2 separate regions of the Macaca mulatta genome follow, and region 2 is linked to region 1. The links are chromatin contacts, called in public Hi-C maps. All regions are on one chromosome and are shown on one strand. Each heading gives the region's core, a stretch centred on a gene start, on an enhancer-like site or on the middle of the called end of the contact. The rest is flanking DNA. Distances are from core to core; before and after follow the strand shown.

The links. Hi-C and Micro-C count contacts between places; a contact is called where the count stands out from the background.
Region 2: a contact with region 1 is called in a Hi-C map of fetal cortex germinal zone, with 4 times the contacts expected there. The contact joins the promoter of VEGFA here to the enhancer-like site in region 1. A contact is called at or near these places in 2 of 14 Hi-C or Micro-C datasets (fetal cortex germinal zone and liver).

The regions. Positions count from the first base shown.
Region 1 is chr4:138,188,737-138,191,552 of T2T-MMU8v2.0, reverse strand. All of the region lies in intron 1 of LOC144340350 (a long non-coding RNA gene), which reads left to right. Among named protein-coding and RNA genes, the nearest start is that of LINC03040, 73 kb to the right of the region's middle. Within about 2 kb of position 1,357, at least 8 of the 40 cell types and tissues checked have an H3K27ac peak or open chromatin away from gene starts, as enhancers often do. A contact at or near this core is called in fetal cortex germinal zone, where this site is marked.
Region 2 is chr4:138,345,900-138,348,715 of T2T-MMU8v2.0, reverse strand. It overlaps VEGFA (vascular endothelial growth factor A), which reads left to right and starts at 1,397. Exons shown (of 7, transcript NM_001278437.1): 1 at 1,397-2,319. The coding sequence starts at 1,714.

The sequences.
Region 1 (2,816 bases), core at 108-2,607:
ACTGGGCTCAAGAGATCTGCCTGCTTCAGCCTCCCAAAGTGCTGGGATTACAGACGTGGGCCACTGCGCCTGGCCTATATACCCAGCATCTGCAAAGCCTTGGGACACATGACAGCAACCCTCAAGGGAAGATCCCAGGCCAGGTGCCTGTCTGCCTCCTTGGATCAGTGACGAAGAGGCCCGCGCCACTCCATGTCTGTGTGTGATGGTCCTGGGCATTGCTGAGTAAGTCCGAGGAAAGGGACAGCAGCTGCAGGCCCTCCGTGCTCAGTTCATCACCCATCCCACTGCTCAGGCCCTCATCTGCCTATTCTTGGTGTCACTTGTTTTCCAGGGCCTCACCCTATTCTGAACAAGTTTTGGTGAGGACAGTCAGGATGTGGGAATAGGCTAATTGAAAGCAGAAAGTTGAAATGAGGAGCCAGTGCTGAAGGGAGGTCTTGGGCTGCCACTGAGGGAGTTTGAGCAGGGTAGCAGCATGACCAGCTCTATCTTTTTTTTTTTTTGAGATGAAGTCTCACTCTGTTGCCCAGGCCGGAGTGCAGTGGCGCAATCTCGGCTCACCACAACCTCCACCTCCCGGGTTCAAGTGATTCTCCTGCCTCAGCTTCCCGAGTAGCTGGGACTACAGGCATGCGCCACCACGCCCGGCTCATTTTGTAATTTTAGTAGAGATAGGGTTTCTCCATGTTGGTAAGGCCGGTCTCCAACTCCCGACCTCAGGTGATCTCCCTCCTTGGCCTCCCAAAGTGCTGGGGTTACAGGCACGAGCCACCGCGCCCGGGCTGACCAGCTCTATCTTTGAAAGATCACTCAGCTGTGATGTGGAGAAGGGGTTGCAGGACAATGGTGGACACAGGAAGGGCTGATAAGAAGCAACTGCAATAGTCCAGACACCTGCCTCTGGGAGCCTAAAACACTCCACGTAGGTGGGAAGGCTTCAAAAGAGGCCTGGGGATGGACCTGTTGCCCTCCAGCCTCTCGTACTTCCCGGGGGCCTGCAAACATCTATCCTTTCCTTGTTCGATTCCTTGTCCAGCCTGTGGTCCTTGGGGCTCTGATTTATTCAGCCTGGGAACCAGGCAACGAGTCTCATGTCTGCCTCAGGCCTCAAAATAGATTATTTTTTTTTTATTAGCTGTCCCTTGTTAACTCATAATTGCAATCATGTAACATTTAATAGAGGCACAAAGCGATCCCCATCACTGCTCCACAATCATTCATTAGCTAACAAGACAGAGCGGCTCATAAAAAAAAAAAAAAGCCGTTAAAAAAATTCTGGGGAAATGGAAAGCAGGAGGTGATGCAAGCCCTGGTTAACAAAGGCTGAGGGATGGGGGGAGGCGTGAGCGGGTGTGAGCGGAATAACCCAAGCCTGATAAGCCACAAAGCAGTGCCTGCTGCTCCCTCCTCCCTCTGCCGCCTGAGTCAGAGAAGCCGGGATGTGTTCAAAATCAAGCAATGTAATTAGCAGGTTGCATCATGCCCCTCGATTATAAATTACAATGGCCACAAAGAGAGTGGATGGAGGAGCAGGGATTAGATGGGGTAACCCAATCCCAGTGCCGGGAAGGGGGACAGAGGGCCTGGGAGCTGCCACCCGCCACTCGGAGCCGAGTAGCCTCTGTCTACTGTGTCTAGGGACAGCAACAAGGCCTACTCAATACCTGCTTTGTGTAGCCTGGGATAATGATTTACAAACTCAAGGAAATCAGGAGGTGTGAAAAGAAGATAGCCCTCTTAACCCAGCCATTGTCTACCCTCTGCTGGAATGTCCCTCAGCTCCACCCACCTGGTGCACCTGTGCACACGGATGCTGTTTGAGGATGGTCTACGTGAGGAGCCATCGTGGGGGCTGTGCTGATAAGATCTAAAGGGGCTGCTGGGCTTGAGGTGTGGCGAGCCAGTCAGGGATGACTGAGACTCCGCAAACAGGAATGCACCTGAGTGATTCCCTTAGCTGTCTCTGTGGTAGGGGAGGATGGCAGCTCAGGCTGATGACAGAGCACGCTCTCTCCTGGGAGTTGAAGACCTGGTTCCATCCCAAACTTTGACACTGGGAGGCTGTAGGAGCCTGGCAAGCCATTCCTCCTCTCTGGGCCTCAGCTTCCCCACTACAACCCAGCTGCTGGCTCTATGACCCAGGCAAGTTATTTTCCATCTCTGTGTCTCTACTTCCCCACCAGGCCTTGCCACAACTGGCCACGTGACCTGAGACCAGCTCCCCCTCTGCATCCTCAGTTTCTCCATATTCAAGGAGAAAAGTTATCCAATCTTTAAAGTTCAGCTGGGGCCTTCTCTCAGTCTAAGGTAAACTCTGTTTTTCCAAAAACTAACCAACTAGCCAACTCACCTGCTACCTTGGAGACCAGGGAAATGGGCCTGGCAACCCTGCCATCTGGCCGTCTGCATGAATCAGAGCCCAGTGAGGCAGAGGGGAAGTCAGGCTCAGGCAAATCAAGTCGCCGGTGGCACTGCTCCCCGTGAGCCTGTGCAGGCACACCCTTTACTTCCTCCCCGTGGAAGATTTGGCCTTTCAGTTTAGCCTTTGCAAACAGCATTTACTCGACAATGTTTCCTTAGCAGCCCTATTCTTGTACACAGGAAATAATCCCATTAACTTTATTATCTCCGCAAAGGAAGGACAAGGATATAGATTTGCCCGTAAGTTCAATGAACTCAGTTCTCTCTTGAAAGGAAAAGCACAGAATTGAGGCCATTGCCTTGTAGGAAAGTTTCTTTGGATAAGACCTGGCTCCAGTGGAGAGATATTGCAGCTGCCTTCTGAACTGTGGCCCTCAACCGCTCTGGGGCTC
Region 2 (2,816 bases), core at 148-2,647, 160 kb before region 1:
AGCCTTGGCCCCTGGCCTGGTGGGAGCTCTGGGCAGCTAGCCTACAGACGTTCCTTAGTGCTGGCGGGTAGGTTTGAATCATCACGCAGGCCCTGGCCTCCATCCGCCCCCACCAGCCCCCTGGCCTCAGTTCCCTGGCAACATCTGGGGTTGGGGGGGCAGCAGGAACAAGGGCCTCTGTCTGCCCAGTTGCCTCCCCCTTTGGGTTTTGCCAGACTCCACAGTGCATACGTGGGCTCCAACAGGTCCTCTTCCCTCCCAGTCACTGACTAACCCCGGAACCACACAGCTTCCCGTTCTCAGCTCCACAAACTTGGTGCCAAATTCTTCCCCCCCGGGAAGCATCCCTGGACACTTCCCAAAGGACCCCAGTCACTCCAGCCTGTTGGCTGCCGCTCACTTTGATGTCTGCGGGCCAGATGAGGGCTCCAGATGGCACATTGTCAGAGGGACACACTGTGCCCCCTGTGCCTAGCCCTGGGCTCTCTGTACATGAAGCAACTCCAGTCCCAAATATGTAGCTGTTTGGGAGGTCAGAAATAGGGGGTTCAGGAGCAAACTCCCCCCACCCCTCTGCACACCCCTCTCCAGAGCCCATTCCCTCTTTAGCCAGAGCCGGGGTGTGCAGACGGCAGTCACTAGGGGGCGCTCGGCCACCACAGGGAAGCTGGGTGAATGGAGCGAGCAGCGTCTTCGAGAGTGAGGACGTGTGTCTGTGTGGGTGAGTGTGTGCGTGTGCGTGTGCGTGTAGGGGTTGAGGGCGTTGGAGCAGGGAGAAGGCCAGGGGTCACTCCAGGATTCCAATAGATCTGTGTGTCCCTCTCCCCACCCGTCCCTGTCGGGCTGTCCGCCTTCCCCTGCCCCCTTCAATATTCCTAGCAGAGAGGGAATGGCTCTCAGGCCCTGTCCGCACGTAACCTCACTTTCCTGCTCCCTCCTCGCCAATGCCCCGCGGGCGCGTGTCTCTGGACAGAGTTTCCGGGGGCGGATGGGTAATTTTCAGGCTGTGAACCCTGGTGGGGGTCGAGCTTCCCCTTCATTGCGGCGGGCTGCGGGCCAGGCTTCGCTGGGCGTCCGCAGAGCCCGGGCCCGAGCCGCGTGTGGAGGGGCTGAGGCTCGCCTGTCCCCGCCCCCCGGGGCGGGCCGGGGGCGGGGTCCAGGCGGGGCGGAGCCAGGCACCCTCTTTTTTTAAAGTCGGCTGGTAGCGGGGAGGATCGCGGAGGTTTGGGGCAGCCGGGTAGCTCGGAGGTCGTGGCGCTGGGGGCTAGCACCAGCGCTCTGTCGGGAGGCGCAGCGGCTAGGTGGACCGGTCAGCGGACTCACCCGCCAGGGCGCTCCGTGCTGGAATTTGATATTCATTGATCCGGGGTTTATCCCTCTTCTTTTTTCTTAAACATTTTTTTTTTTAAACTGTATTGTTTCCCGTTTTAATTTATTTTTGCTTGCCATTCCCCACTTGAATCGGGCCGACGGCTTGGGGAGATTGCTTTACTTCCCCAAATCACTGTGGATTTTGGAAACCAGCAGAAAGAGGAAAGAGGTAGCAAGAGCTCCAGAGAGAAGTCGAGGAAGAGAGAGACGGGGTCAGAGAGAGCGCGCGGGCGTGCGAGCAGCGAGAGGGACAGGGGCAAAGTGAGTGACCTGCTTTTGGGGGTGACCGCCGGAGCGCGGCGTGAGCCCTCCCCCTTGGGATCCCGCAGCGGACCAGTAGCGCTGACGGACAGACAGACAGACACCGCCCCCAGCCCCAGCGCCCACCTCCTCCCCGGCCGGCGGCCGACAGTGGACGCGGCGGCGAGCCGCGGGCAGGGGCCGGAGCCCGCGCCCGGAGGCGGGGTGGAGGGGGTCGGGGCTCGCGGCGTCGCACTGAAACTTTTCGTCCAACTTCTGGGCTGTTCTCGCTTCGGAGGAGCCGTGGTCCGCGCCGGGGAAGCCGAGCCGAGCGGAGCCGCGAGAAGTGCTAGCTCGGGCCGGGAGGAGCCGCAGCCGGAGGAGGGGGAGGAGGAAGAAGAGAAGGAAGAAGAGAGGGGGCCGCGGTGGCGACTCGGCGCTTGGAAGCCGGGCTCATGGACGGGTGAGGCGGCGGTGTGCGCAGACAGTGCTCCAGCCGCGCGCGCGCCCCAGGCCCTGGCCCGGGCCTCGGCCCGGGGAGGAAGAGGAGCTCGCCGAGGCGCCGAAGAGAGCGGGCCGCCCCACAGCCCGAGCCGGAGAGGGAGCGCGAGCCGTGCCGGCCCCGGTCGGGCCTCCGAAACCATGAACTTTCTGCTCTCTTGGGTGCATTGGAGCCTTGCCTTGCTGCTGTACCTCCACCATGCCAAGGTAAGTGGTCGTGCCCGGCTGGCGCCGCGGGCAGCTGCGAGCGCCTCTCCCGGCTGGGGACGTGCGTGCGAGCGCGCGCGTGGGGGCTCCGTGCCCCACGCGGGTCCATGGGCACCAGGCGCGCGGCGTCCCCCTCTGTCGTCTTAGGTGCAGGGGGAGGGGGCGCGCGCTAGGTGGGAGGGCACCCGGAGAGAGGCTCACCGCCCACGCGGGCCCTGCCCACCCACCGGAGTCACCGCACGTACGATCTGGGCCGACCAGCCGAGGGCGGGAGCCGGAGGAGGAGGCCGAGGGGGCTGGGCTTGCGTTGCCGCTGCCGGCTGAAGTTTGCTCCCGGCCGCTGGTCCCAGACGAACTGGAAGTCCGGGCAGCGGGGGCGGGAGCCAGAGACCAGCCGGCAGGGGGGTGCTCGGACCTTGGACCGCCGGAGGGCAGAGAGCGTGGAGGGGGCAGGGCGCAGGAGGGAGAGGGGGCTTGCTGTCACTGCCCCTCGGTCT